2 separate regions of the Mus musculus genome follow, and region 1 is linked to region 2. The links are chromatin contacts, called in public HiChIP or PLAC-seq maps. All regions are on one chromosome and are shown on one strand. The core of a region is the stretch at or near the end of the contact, and the rest is flanking DNA. Distances in the headings are between cores, read along the strand shown. Region 1 holds the start of Drosha (drosha, ribonuclease type III). Region 2 overlaps Pdzd2 (PDZ domain containing 2).

Evidence for each region. HiChIP or PLAC-seq counts read pairs in DNA pulled down with a chosen protein or histone mark.
Region 1: an H3K4me3 HiChIP or PLAC-seq map of bone marrow-derived macrophages shows a contact between it and region 2, with 3 times the contacts expected there. The contact joins the promoter of Drosha here to the enhancer-like site in region 2. A contact is called at or near these places in 4 of 115 datasets of contacts at active chromatin or transcription factors (bone marrow-derived macrophages, embryonic limb bud, embryonic stem cells and 1 more) and 2 of 9 other capture datasets (adipose tissue and liver).

What each region holds. Positions count from the first base shown.
Region 1 is chr15:12,821,964-12,828,749 of GRCm38.p6, reverse strand. Drosha (drosha, ribonuclease type III) reads right to left here and starts at 3,935. Exons shown (of 35, transcript NM_026799.3): 1 at 3,812-3,935; 2 at 2,583-2,685; 3 at 1,458-1,523. The coding sequence starts at 1,474. 6030458C11Rik (RIKEN cDNA 6030458C11 gene) reads left to right here and starts at 4,093. Exons shown (of 9, transcript NM_029998.3): 1 at 4,093-4,283; 2 at 5,044-5,189. The coding sequence starts at 4,203.
Region 2 is chr15:12,433,254-12,440,511 of GRCm38.p6, reverse strand. Pdzd2 (PDZ domain containing 2) reads left to right here. Exons shown (of 26, transcript NM_001081064.2): 7 at 3,253-3,408. Among named protein-coding and RNA genes, the nearest start is that of Gm52211, 55 kb to the left of the region's middle. Within about 2 kb of position 4,406, at least 76 of the 459 cell types and tissues checked have an H3K27ac peak or open chromatin away from gene starts, as enhancers often do. A contact at or near this core is called in bone marrow-derived macrophages, where this site is marked.

The DNA.
Region 1 (6,786 bases), core at 2,686-5,185, 390 kb before region 2:
ACTTCCATTCACAGCTGCTGCTGACCATTGTTGGGAGTTGGACTGCAGACTGAAGTCATCAACAAATTCCCTTACTATACAGAGACTACCCATGAGTTCTGTGACTCTAGAGAACCCTGACTAATACAGAAGTTAGGCTCCAGTGAAGGAGTGGACTTGCTTACAAGGCAAGAGCAAGCGGGCAAAGAGCAGGAGCTTCCTTCTCCCACACCCTTACAGAGGCTTCCAAGCAGGAGGTGTGGCCCGGCTCCCATGCAGGTAGATTAAAGATGCATCTTCCCACCTCGAAGATCTGCATCAGAAGTAGATCTTCCTACTTCAAATTAAGCAAAAATCCCCTCAATTGTCGCTTCTATTTTTGGGTTTTAGTTCCAGATTAGTCAAGCTGACAGTGAAGAATACTCATCACTAACTTCTATATTAGTCAATGTAATAGCCATTCAGGGTCGCCTTCTAGTCATTCGCCTTGAGAGATTTAACTGAAGGCTGAGCCAGAATATAAAGCTCTTGCTTTTGCATCAATCTGCATCTCAGTGTCTCAGTGTGTGTGTGTGGGTGTATGGGGGTGGGGGGGTGGGGGGTGATCTCAAAGTAAGTACACTGACCAAGGGTCGAAGTCTTACAATAGCAGGCTAAGAAAGGAGTAACAGTGTTAGGAGGGGTGATAGATCCATGTCACCATGGGGAAATTGGACAGCCTCTCCACAATGGAGGTAAGGATTATGTCTGGAGTGCAGGAGATCCCTCAGGGCAACTCTTAGTACTACCATGTCCTGTGATTAAAGTCAGTGGGAAACTACAACAGCCTAATCCAGGCAGGCATGCTACAGGAGGAGCTGAGAGGTCTGCATCTTTATCTGAAGGTTGCCAGCAGAATACTGCCTTCCAAGCAGCTAGGATGAAGAGTATTAAATAAAGCCCACACCTACAGTGACACACCTACTCCAACAAGGCCCCACCTCCAAATAGTGCCACTCCCTGGGCCAAGCATATACAAACCATCACAGTTAGCTAGAAAAAGAGGTAAGCTATTCTAACAAAGTCTTCTTATGAAATGAAGAGATTCACTGTATAAATTCTCTAACTCTAGAGAACCCCGACTAATACACCTTCCTTAGATTTCCTGTTCTTACAATACTCTCCACGGCTTCTCAGCAGGTCCTGCAAGCATCACAGTTCAACAATCATTAGGTAAGTCTACCTTCAACACTGACGTGCCATCAAGAACTGCAAGCTCATGGGGGTTGGGGGAGGGGGCTCTAGGATGTTTCTTTGACTCTTCTGGTCTGGTTCCTAGCTGTACTCACAAATCTCTGAACAAGTTATGACCACAGATAACAGAATGAACTCAGTCCCTGCCCTTCCCCTGTATCTGAACCTTTCCCACCCTCTCTGGCGCACTACCTTCCCTCTCTTCTCTAGGCTCTCGAAACTGCCATTCCTAGAATACCACTTACCACGTATTGCCTTGCATCTCGATGCGTCCTGTAGAAAGGCTACATCTTCCGCTCACGATGTAGGTTCTACAAGACAGAAAAGGTTTAAACACATTTCTAAAACTGCCAGTGCTAAAAATGAGAGGAGGGGGCGTTTTTGTTTACAAAATTTATAAAACTACCTTATCAGTAATTTTAGCCTATTCACAAAATCAGGATTTGTATTCACAAAATACTGAGCTATTGTCCATTTTCCAAGCAAACTGCCTGCTGTCCTTATTAGCTGGACAGTTGTGCTAGCCCAAAACTATCCATTGCTAAGATGACCAAAAGCAGCCACCTCCAGTCTCTGGTTTAGTAAAAGACTTAAGGAAAGACGTCCTCCATCCTCCACAGACAAATTTCCCTTCACTGTAGAGCTAGGATCAAACCAACACACACACACACACAGAAAAATCCCAGTGAAACCTGAATTCAATTTCAAATACAGCCACAACCTGACTAACCAACAGTGACCATTCTTCATTCTTTACTTTGTTCTCAGTTCTTCCCACAGAACATTGTAAACACAAATGAACTTCCACAAAGTGCTTTCTCTCTCTCTCTCTCTCTCTCTCTCTCTCTCACACACACACACACACACACACACACACACACATTGGGCTATCCCAACACTGCAGAGGCAGAAACAAGCAGGCAGCCTGGTCTACAGAACTAAAATTCCAGGACAGCCAAGGCCCAATAAAAAACAGCTACCAAATAATAAGATAAATGGTTGCTCCTCAATCCAATACTCTCATGATTAAACTTGGGACTCAAAGAGCTACTGCTGGTACCACAGGCTACTCACAGTATTGAGTACAAACACCACGCTTGGCATTGGAGGCCCTACAGAACCTGAACCCAACTTTCCCAGGCTTATCACCTGATTTCTTTCTCCAAAGCCCCTCTTAGCCCATACTTTCCAGGTCAGTTAGCATAGCAAGCACTAACAGGAAACGTCTTTGCTTCTGCTCTCCCTTACTTGGCCAGTGAATTCCTACCGATCCACTAACCTCTTGTGAAGAACTGACTTCCCTTGGGAACGCAAGCTCACTCCTAGATTGCTACTGCTTAGTGTAGACTCACTTCTTTTACGGAGCTTACCAGAATCTGCCGTCTGTGACAGTCGTGTGTGCCCATGTTGAACTCCTCCGGCATGTCCGTGAATCAAGGGTTCATTCAGTCATTCCTGCAGGATTCACAGTCTCTGCACACAGTAAACCGCAGGCAAGTTTGACTCTCCCTCATTGTGCATGCCTCTAAGTCACTACAATTCCCTTCCACCGCTCCCCACAAATACGCGTTTTCAAAACCACCTGGGAGGTATACATTCACCGATTCCATCACTTACTGAGCCAGCACACGTGAGACGCTTTCCCAAGCTCTGTAGGCTCAAAGATTATAAGGCACACAAGCCTGCAGAGTTCAAGGATCGCAAAACCCATATACAAATGTTTATATAATAACAACAGTAATACGATGTCCCGAACACTATAAAAAGAAAAACGCGATGTGATAAATACAATAAAGTAAGGATGTAGAGAGTCCTGGAGAATAAAAAGGACTCTACTGAAGCTAGAGGTGGACAACAGTCAGGGAATTAACACCTCTCCACAGTGAGAAAACGGCACACTCCGTTAGAGAAGCTAGACAAAGGCCCTGGCAGTGGTGGCGCACGCCTTTAAACCCAGAACTTGGGAGGCAGAGGCAGGCGGATTTCTGAGTTCGAGGCCAGCCTGGTCTACACGGTGAGTTCTAGGACAGCCAGGGCTACACAGAGAAACCCTGTTTCAACACACACTCCCCTCCAAAAATAAAAGCTAGATACTGTACCACTGTACTATGGATGCGAAGTTCAAATCAATGAATTTAATGCAAGTGGGAAATACCTATTCTTGGGATGCCCTTTGAAAGCAGGGAAACCGAGGGCGCGATTCTGAACAGTTTACTCGTCCAGGACCGACGACACACAAGACTTGCAAGGTGTGCCTTTAAGTCACTGAAAACCCCGCACTTTCCCCAGGTTCAACCTGCAGCCCGGCCTCCTGCTGGATGAAGAGCACGTTGGCTGGTTTGCATCTCCCGCCAGCCTGCGAGGTTAAGTACGGGACTCCGGGACTCGCCTCCCCCCGCAAGCCGGGCGGCCCCGCGCCTGGACCACGGCTCGCGCTTCGCAAATAGATGAAAGGCTTCCTATCTACGGGATCTGTACCGGGTCGCTCTTTTCCCCCTGGCCGCAGAGCTGCCCCGAAGCCACCCAGACCCAACTCCCAGGATCGTTTAGGTCGATACTCGTTCTCTGAAAACCCATCAGGCGCCCCCCGTCTACCTACAGAGAGTCCCGGGGTCGCCGCCATCAAAGCCCAGCCTGGTTACTATAACACCCTCCACGGCTGAGGCGCCACCCACGCCTCCGGAACAGGAAGCCCCGGGAATTAAAAGGCAAACCGGAGAAATCCGGACCTGGGGAGGGAAAACTCTCCGGAGCGCGTCGCAGCACCTTTTGCACCGTGATTGGCGGATCAGCGAGAGTGACGGACGTATAGACCAATCGACATTGTCTACAGGTCTCACACTCGCCCTTCCACCGTGTCGTCCTCCAATCCGGAAGCGCAACCGGGTGAGCGCGCGTTTCCGCCGCGATCGTGCCTTGGGGGCGCGCGGCTTCGGGCAGCCGGGCTCCTCTCCCGCGTGTCCCGCGGCCTCCCTGAGACGCGCGGAGACATGAGTGACACCGGAGGCGACCGCGCGCGACTCAGGCGCTACACCAAGCTCCCGGTGTGGGTGGTGGAGGATCACCAGGAGGTGAGCGGGCGACACAAGCCACGGAGCCCTGGCAGGAGGGATTCGAACCCTAGCAGCCTGCAGAGGCTTGACCAGCACCTAACGCTGGCTGCAGCCTGTCCCCCACCACCACCAACGTCATCATCCCACGGTTTAACGAGAGGGTTAGCCAGGACCTGAGGGACCATAATCGTAGCTCGTGTCATATGAAGAGGAAAGCCTTCAGCGCTTATTAATGTACAACATGGCAGTGCAGTCGTAAAGTGGGTAGACTTCTGGAAGACGACCTAGCAAGTCTGGATTTGTTTATAGGACCCCTGGAGGGTCTCTGGATATAAAACAAAAGGGATCAAGAGTGAAGCTCTGCGATACACCCCTTCCCCCAGGAAAAGTGGGTTATTTACTGATGGAGAAAGTTAAAGGAGGAAAGAAAGAAGATCTCTGAGACAAACCCAACTTTGGGTTACTCTGTGCTTTTTAATTTGTTGGTAAACTTGGATGTATAGCATGTAGGAGGAAAAAGTCATCTAGTCCCACTTCACCATCCTAAAGGGACAGAAAATGCCCTAAAACTTAGAGTACCTGGAACACAGTTTAATGCTAGAGTGAGTGGTTGGAGATTATCATCAGAAACCATCTATGGTAAAGCTTTTTTTTTTTTTTTTTTTTTTTTTTTAATGTTCCCATGTTTGACCACTTGATGCACTTCAGGTTGGTGCAGTTTCTTGTTTTGTCTGCACTTGACAGTGTGCAGTTCTCACTGTGTGTGTCTGTATTACAGGTTCTGCCTTTCATATACCGGGCCATAGGTTCGAAGCATCTTCCTGACAGTAATATAAGTTTCTTACATTTGGACTCCCACCCAGACCTCCTTATCCCTGTGAACATGCCAGCAGACACTGTGTTTGATAAGGAAGCACTCTTTGGGTAATGTGACTTTTTTTTTAGTCATATTTTATGTATTTGAAATACAACATATAGCAGATGATAAACAAGAGATTTTGCTACACTCACATTTGCATTTTTTGTTTGTTTGCTTGCCTTTTAAATTTTTATTTAGAACATTTTTTTTTCTACCCACTAAAAGAGCCAAATAGGGATCAGGTGCGATGGCTGATCCCTGTGATCCCAGCCCTTGGAACGCTGAGGCAGGAGAATTACAGTTTGAGGAGAGCCAGGGCTACATTGAAGCCTATTTATGGTTAAGTGTTGTCAAGATGCTTGGCAGAGTCTAGAATTATCTGAGAAGTCGGTTGCAGGGCTTGCCTGTGGAGGATTATCTTGATTGGATTAATAGAGACCACTCCCTTGTGACCACCACTTGTGAGTTTTTGGGTCCATTCTTTTTCAAACCCCCACACATTCCTACCCTTGATAACTAATATCTTAGTGTACTGGTGGGTTTTGTGTGTCAACTTGACACAGGCTAGAGTTATCACAGAGAAAGGAGCTTCAGTTGAGGAAATGCCTCCATGAGATCCAGCTGTAAGGCATTTTCTCAATTAGTGATCAAGGGGGAAAGGCCCCTTGTGGGTGGTGCCATCTCTGGACTGGTAGTCTTGGTTCGATAAGAGAGCAGGCTGAGCAAGCCAGGGGAAGCAAGCCAGTAAAGAACATCCCTCCATGGCCTCTGCATCAGCTGCTGCTTCCTGAACCTGCGTGAGTTCCAGTCCTGTCTTCCTTTGGTGAAGGTGAAGAGCAATGTGGAGGTGTAAGCTGAATAAACCCTTTCCTCCCCGACTTGTTTTTTTGGCCATTTTATTTTGTGGAGGAACACAAACCCTGACTAAGACACTCTCCCACTGAGGCCCAACAAAGCTGCCCTGTTGGGAAACAGATTCCACCGCCAGGCTACAGTCCCACCCCCACCCCACCTCCCAGTTGTTGGGGATCAACCTGTTATAGCCAAGGCCAACCTTGAACTCCTGCTCCTCCTCCCAGTGCAGGGACTGTATGCACGTGCCACCGTGCTCAAGTGTCTGCATTCTTTTATACTTCCAAAAATCAAGCCTTGGAAATAATGAGTTGTGTTGTTTGTGTTTACTTTCCTTAAATTAAAAATGAAATTTGTAAATGTTCATTGTAAAATATTAAATTATTATGTCTACATAAACAAGTTTTCTTACTTTAAAAAAGTACATTTATAAAGCTATTGCGTGGCATTATTTAAATTTTTTAAGATTTCTTTAATTTTTGCCCTTGTAAATGACACCTGGACTCTCATCCATTTCATTCAGTCCATTGTTTATGTCATTTTGATTGAAAAAGTTATGATGAAAATTCATGCTCTTACGGAAGGGATTAGAAAACAAGATAGTAGTGTCAGTACTAACTCAGATAAGTAATGTCCTCCACCAAAACTCCACAAGCTTCTAAAGCTTGACTAGGATACAGAATCCACCAGTTCACCGCTCTGCTGTCTAAATAACCAGTTAATTGGTCTTTCAAAGAAAAAGTGATACTTATTTCGCAACTCTGTTATTGATGATTCAAGTGCTAATTTTAGAGGGGCTGGGGCTTTTTC
Region 2 (7,258 bases), core at 3,157-5,656:
GAGAACATTAGGGTTGCCAAGGTACGCCTTGGGTGAAAGTTGTAAGCGCCTGAGGCAGATCTGAGCCCACTCTTCCTGTAGCCCTTTGCTCCCTACAGAGGTTTTGTGGGCCCTGGGAACTTCTCCTGAATCTTCTATACCCAAAGGGCTATCTGCATCTCTCCACAGGGACAAAGAAGGATAGAGGTCCTGGGAGCTTCTCTGTCCCCCTGCTAATCATTCCTTTCAGGGACGGGGGGACATGCTTCAAGGGAAGAAAGACCACCTCTTCACTTTGCCTAGCAGATCAGCAGTTTGGCAGCATCCCTGGGTCTTGCACATAGTCCTGTGTTGGCAGCCTACTTCATTTGCACAGCTACCTCCATCCAGGGAGCAGCTCAAAGTGTCAGTTTCTGCCCAGGATTATGGCATGTGCCATCACAGCCTCAGGTCTAAACAGCTCACTTTAACCTGCTAAACTCGGAGGAGGAATAGGGGGATGCCTTCTCCATGCTAAATGTGTGGAGACGTGGGCCACTACTGGCTGCTCAGAAGAATCTGTGCAAGGCCACACACATCTTAGCTCTGCAGAGCTATGCTGTTGCCCTATGAGGTACACTCACAGGACCTCAAAGATGGTTCCGAGTAATGCCAGGCTCTCCACCTACCTGGCCCCTTAAAAGATAAGAGGTAGAGTATATAACAGTTGCCAGATACTAGAATCATCTCAGTAGATGCTAAACCAATCCCTTGAGGCAGATGTGTGTTCTTATTCAAAGACTTCCATTTAAATCCCAGCGATTATTTAACTTCCTTGGGGGCAGTAGACAAAAGCAGGTTTTCTGCCAAGTCCAATAGATTGCGAAATGTCTGCTGCTGCCATTCTCCCAGCCGCCCTAGAGGTAAAGAACATGTAAAGTGTAACAGAGCAGGGTGTCAGAAAAAGATAGTGTGCTCCTCCCAGAGGCCCTGGGTTCTTATAGGGCTGAGCAACATCCGGGAACCAGTTCTCACACCACAGGATCCTGGGCACCCACCCCAGATCTCAGAGGATAACTAACACCTTTCAGTTCCTGCTGTGTGTCCTGTTTACACTCAGGCAGCCAGCGATCCAGCCTGCTGCTGGTTCCTAACCTTGTCCCCAACTGTCTGAGTGCTCGTCCATGCAAGAGGAAGAGGAGCATTCATCAGCAGGTTTCTCCTGGCATCCAGCCATTCTTCCTCTTTATCTAACCAGAGTAGGAAAGCCATAGGCTTGGTTTTGCCTTTATCCCTGGGGTTTGAAGGATGGGAGGGTTTCCAGCGTCCAACTATAAAGAATAATAAAAATGTAAAAATCTTACTATTCTAGATCTAGGACACTTGTCACAAAACTTTAAGGCATTGTCCGGAAGTGTAGTCACCTCATGGAGAGGATGCCGGATGCTTCCACAGAAACAGGCAGTTAGCCTGTATCCTAGTAGGAGCTTGGGTGTCTGTGTTGTGAAAGCCGACCTGCCGGTGTGCTGGATAGTTTTTTGTCAACCTGATGCAAGTCAGGGTTCTCTTGGGAAGGGGAGCTTCCGGCAAGTCTGTGGGGACATTTCCTGATTGATTAGGAGGTGCCCAACACACTGGTAATATCACCCCTGAGCAGGTGGACTGCGGTTCTATAAAAACAAGTTGAGCAAGCAGGCCACGGAGAGTACAGCCAGGAAGCAGCCTTCCTCTATAGCCACTGCTTCAGTTCCTACTTCCAGGTCCCCCTGCCTTGGTTTCCATCCTGATAGACTGTGATAAGGATGTGTGAGCGGAATAAACATTTCCTTCCTCAGCTTGTTTAGTCCTTGTCTGTTTGGTTGTTTTGCCTTGCTTTTAGAAACAGGTTCTCTCTAGATAGCCCTGGCTGACCTGGAACTTACTGTGCAGACCAGGCTAGCCTCATCCGTGCAGAGATCCTCCTGAGTGCTGGGATAGAAGGCACATAGCACTGCAGCAAGCTTTTAGTCCTTTTTTTAAATCACAGCAAGAAAAAAAGGCATGCTAGAACAGCCAGGGTGATTTCGATGCTCCTTTACTCTGTGTATGTTGTGTGTGTGTGTGTGTGTGTGTGTGTGTGTGCGCGCGCACGCCCGCACCCATGTTTTCGTTTTCTTTGAGTCAAACACAAATTGACAGAGGACGTCTTGGAGGCCATCCCACATGGACTTAAACACCAGCTCCACCCTGAGAAAAGCTGTGTGTTCTGGGCAAGCCATTACATGTTTAAATCCCTGTTCCCTTTCTGCACAGCGAGACTCGAGACTTGGGAAGTGCCTCTGAGGATGTCACAAAGCTTAAAGGAGGCAGTTAAGCCCCTGAGCAGTGTGGCTGGCTAGAGGGAGCAGTGGGGAGACTACTTCTCTCTTTGTCATGCATGAGCACGTGTGTCATCATTCCACATGGGAGGATAGCATGCTGTCACACGTGCTTCTGATCTGCCTGCTCTCCGAGTAGCAGGCTGGGAGACCCTTTCCCACCAGAAGTTCATCTCAGTGCCATAGAATATTCTATCTCATGGCTACTTTGTAATTTACTCACTGGTTACAACCTTCATTTTATTTTTAAAAAAATTCTTTCTTACAGATGGTCCAACAGAGTAGACAACACCGAAGAGAAATGGACTCATGTGTGGCCTAATAACTTATTTCCTTAGACAGACAAACAGTGCAATATATTCACAATTACTGTTACAGACGGTTGTCCTAGGCCTGGAGTGTAGCTCAACTGATATACTGCTTGCCTAGAGTGAATGTTTTTCACATACCTTGGGGTTAAAAATGGCATCAAGCAGGTAACAAACGAGCACTGCTGACTTTGGATGCCAGATCACTAAAAGTTTGTAAGGTCTGTTACAACCTGTGAGTTGGTTTTGGCTTCTGTGTTCTGCGGACAGTCAAGCAGTTGGATGGTTCAAGCCTCGTGGAACGTTCTACTCCCTACGGAAGTGGCTAGGCTGAGGAGATAAAGGGAACACATCACAGTCTTTCCTTAGCTCAACTCTTCAGCCCAGATCCCATCCCTGGCCTCCGTGTCTAGTGGCCTTTCTAGGAAGTGTGCCAGGCTCCTGGGTGCTCCTTGTGGCTTTACATTGTATTACCACACCTGACATTGACAGTGACCCCACACGTGTGGACCATAAACTTCACACACTCTCTGGGTCAGAGCTTGTGGCTGGCCTCAGCAGGTTGATTTCCATCAGCTGCTGCTGGTACCCGGGTGGGTAATTCCTGGGCCTCTCGTGTATCCTCTTAGGAGAGCTCAGCGGAGGACCTTCTGAAGTTAACATCGAAGAGCTTACCTGACCTGACTAGTTCAGTGGAGGACATATCCTCCTGGACTGACAACGAAGACCAGGAGGCAGCCAGGGATGATGAAGAGGGGACAGGCTCAGCTGCTGTCCGGGGCACGGTAAGTGAGCCTCTGGCTGCTTCCAGCGCTAGGATGATGCCTTTCTGAAGACGTGAGTGACAGAATCAGAGAAGAATGTGGCGCCTTCCTTTTTTATATCTTTCTCAGCACATTCTGGAAACTTCTGAAAGGGAGATGCGTTTCATTTAAGAAAGTTGAAACTGGAAACCACAGGCTGTGGGGTTGTGTGCATATATATCAGTCTCTAGAACGCTCTTTCGTGTGCACGAAGACACGCTTACTGCTTCTTAAGGATGCTTGAAAACAACTCAGGGTTTCAATTCAGACTTCCAGACTTCTGCTTGAATGTGGAAGAAACCACGCAGGCAGATTAGTGGTAGAGTCCATCTTTGAATTTGAACCATACCAGGTCATCCGAGTAGCTTACAACGCTTCTCTGCACAAGGGGTCAATCTGCTGTGTCACACCGGCACACACAGGAAGGTGTCCTACTACAAGGAGAAAATACGGGCTCCTGATCTATTTCTATCTGCTCTTGCACCAACCTTCTTTCTCTGCCGTTCAGAAGCTAGTACTCCTCTCTCTGCGCCTTGAACTTAGGTAGCACGGTTAAGCTTTGGGAACTGACCTACCTCTGTCGAGCCCGGGGACTTGAGAAGCAAAGCAAACATCTGCATTCTTCATCAGTTACTGGGACATTGCTACCTTTGAGGGAAGAGGGGAAAGTTGCTTTTCCATCAGAGGACAGCTTTCTCAGGAGGCCCCACCCAAGCAAGTGGGTAAGCCTACCATGAAGGACCCGGGGGCAGGGGCGCGGGGTTGGTGGGCAGGTTAAACAACCCTGTGGCTGTACCCTTTCTCTACACGGAATGGTGGCTTTTGGTGGCTTTCCTTTGGCTTTCAGCAAGAGTGGAAACTGAACTAATAATTTCCCCAGCCTTCACATGCCCTCTGCCTGCCTCTCAGACCTCTCTTTGCACCAAGCTCACTACTGACTCTAAGCAACTGCTCCGCTTCCTAACCACAGCACAGCCCCGCATGGTGGCTTCCTGTTTTCCGGCCTCAGAACCTTTGCAGCCGCTCTTCTGTCTGTGGAAACCTCTGTCTGCAACTGGGGCTCATCTTCGAGACCTTGTAATCTGACTTCCTCAGAGGAACTACTACATTGTACTGACCGCTCCCAACCCCCCACTCCCCACCCCCCAACCCCCCACCCCCGGCTCACCCTGGCTGTCCATGTTCATCCTCTGTGAACTGCTGGCCCCAGATATGTTTGGTCTTTCTCCCAAGGTGCCATCAGCTGCATGAGGCAAGGGATCCTCACAACTGCTCTGGCCTGTCTGTAGACCATGCATCTCATTTTTGAGCTCTGAAACATTAAATAAAGCTTTAACGGGAATCTGGGGCTGTGGCTCCATTGGCAGATTGCTGGCCTACCACGTAAACCAGGCATTGTGCCACACACCTATAATCTCAGCACTGAGGTCAGAAGTTCAAGGTCATCCTGGGGTATATAGTGAATTTGAGGCTATCCTGGGCTACATGAGACCTGCCTCAAAAGCAACACGAAATAAATTACAGTACCAGGGAAAGCCCTGATTAGACAGCAACTGTTCCATCTCCAAGGGGAGAATATGTAGTGTAACTGGCTTCATAGAAGGAATTGGGTCGTGTGCCTTCTGTTTCTGTTTTGTGGTAGGCCCTGATATTTAACAAATCAACCGTAATGATTAAACATCTCAATAGAAATTGGTAAAGGACAAGTGACATGTGAATAGAAACACTAGCTAGCCCAAGGCATCAGGAAAAGTGCCCAGACTCACAGCTGTAGGGAACACAGACTCGAATAAAGTGAACGGCAACACGGCAGACCACTGAGGAACCTGGGGATGAACTGGGCCGTACTTCTCATGCATTGGGCTAGAAATCCTTGATGAGAGAGGCCACTCAGATCCATAGATAACAAGCTTGCCCCCTCCCCGCGCCCCGTCCCTACCTCCCACGCACCCACCCTCAGTCACCTTCACTCATACCCACCAACCTACTCCCAGTTTAGGCAGCCATGAGGGAAAACACAAGAGTCAGGGACAAAGCGGTACGCCAAGGGTACACACACTCTATAGACATGCAGGCATGATGCAGAGGGGTCGTTGCACTGGCAGGAGGGTGTGTCTTATGGGAGGTTGGCTTCAGAAGGTCTGCAAATGTTGGAGTCCAGGAGTCTGGGCTTTCTGAAGCACCCATAGGACTCTGATGCTCAGCAAGATTGTAGAAAACAGAAGGGGCAGGACTCTATCAATCACACAGTAGACTGGTAGGAGCTCCCCATCTCCATCCCCACCCCACGCCCACCCCCTGCACCTCTCTGTGCAGGGCACAGCCTTGAGGCAAGAGATTTGACTCGAATGACCCCATTCCTTCCTGCAGTTTAGGGGTCAGGAAGTAGGGATGTTCGCTGTGCACGTGGGAAATGTGGAAGCCTGGGGTCCTTCAAGGCACGTGCTTGCACATCTGTTCGCCACCTTTGCATACCTGTTTCTGCAGATAGACTGGCAGTGTACTTGTGGAAAGTATCGTGCCAGCTCCAGCATGAGAAGATGCACAAATACCCTGACTGCATATTTTTCTCTCCTCTGTCCCCATCTATGTCCCTGCCTCTCCTCGAAATCCTGGACTTTCCCTGGTGGGCCTCGCTTGGCTTACACATCTCAGGCGGGTGCTTCCGCTGACACGGAGCATAGCTAAGGGGCTGTGTGAAACTCAAGGCACCGTGCAGGACTACCAACACAGGATAAGGAGGAGAAGGCTGCCATCAACACTGGCCTAAGAAACTAAGATTTAAATCTGGGGGGGGTGGCTTTGGTTTGGTTTGGTTTCATACGTAAGGAGATGAAGTGATTCGTGGAGGAGAACAGAGATAAGAATAATTACTTGCCCGGGATGGATCGCCCGGAAAGCTGCTGATGTTTGACTTAGACTTACTCCTCTAGCAACATTTGCAGGGCTTGCTGCGACTCGCTGTCTGGCTCCGTGCCTCCTTCCCTCGTCTGTGCAGTTTGCAGTTCCCAGGGAAGTAAACATCTGGGCGGTCGCATAGAAAAAGTGAATGCCGTGCCCTGTAAATGAGAGCTTATAATGAAGGGGTCTCCAAGGGGAGTAGACACACTTGAGGTTAGTAGAAACCAACCTGGTTTCTGGGGTGTGGAAGGAAGACATTAGGATGTTTATAGATTGCATCTCACTTTATAGTAGTATTACATTTGGGGTTCTGTTGCGGGGGTGGGGTTTGTTTTGGTTTGGTGTCTCATCTTTTTTGAGACAGGGCCTCCTCACTCTGTAGCCCTGGCTGATCTGGAATTGCTGTATAGACCAGGATCTGCCTCCAAGGCCTGGGATTAGAGGCATGCACCACCATACCCAGCCCTCAATTTACTTTACTTTTTGAAAAATGTTATTGCATTCTATTTGTGTGTGTGTGTGTGTGTGTGTGTGTGTGTGTGTTTTAAATACTGTTAAAATTCCATCTGAATACAGTCAGCTTTTGGACTTGAGATATACCTTCAAATTTCAGGTAAATGCCCTAATGGACCACTAGAGCATGTAATATATATTACTTATTACATACTCATATATAAAGTAACATAATGGGCCTCTAGAGCAGTAATACTATGTCCTTGCCCTTCTGTTAATGTCTTCTGTGAAAATTATATTGTAGATGTTGTGAGATTTTTATCACTAGATAAATGGCTTCCTGCCTAGTTCTTTGTTCTAAAGATACCTTTCATTCTTGTCCGTAATTACACAGCTTTTTACCATCAATACCACTCCCTACTCTCTTAATTGGGGTCGGCTGAATTTAAGCCTTCTGGGGATTAAAGTGTATGTCCAT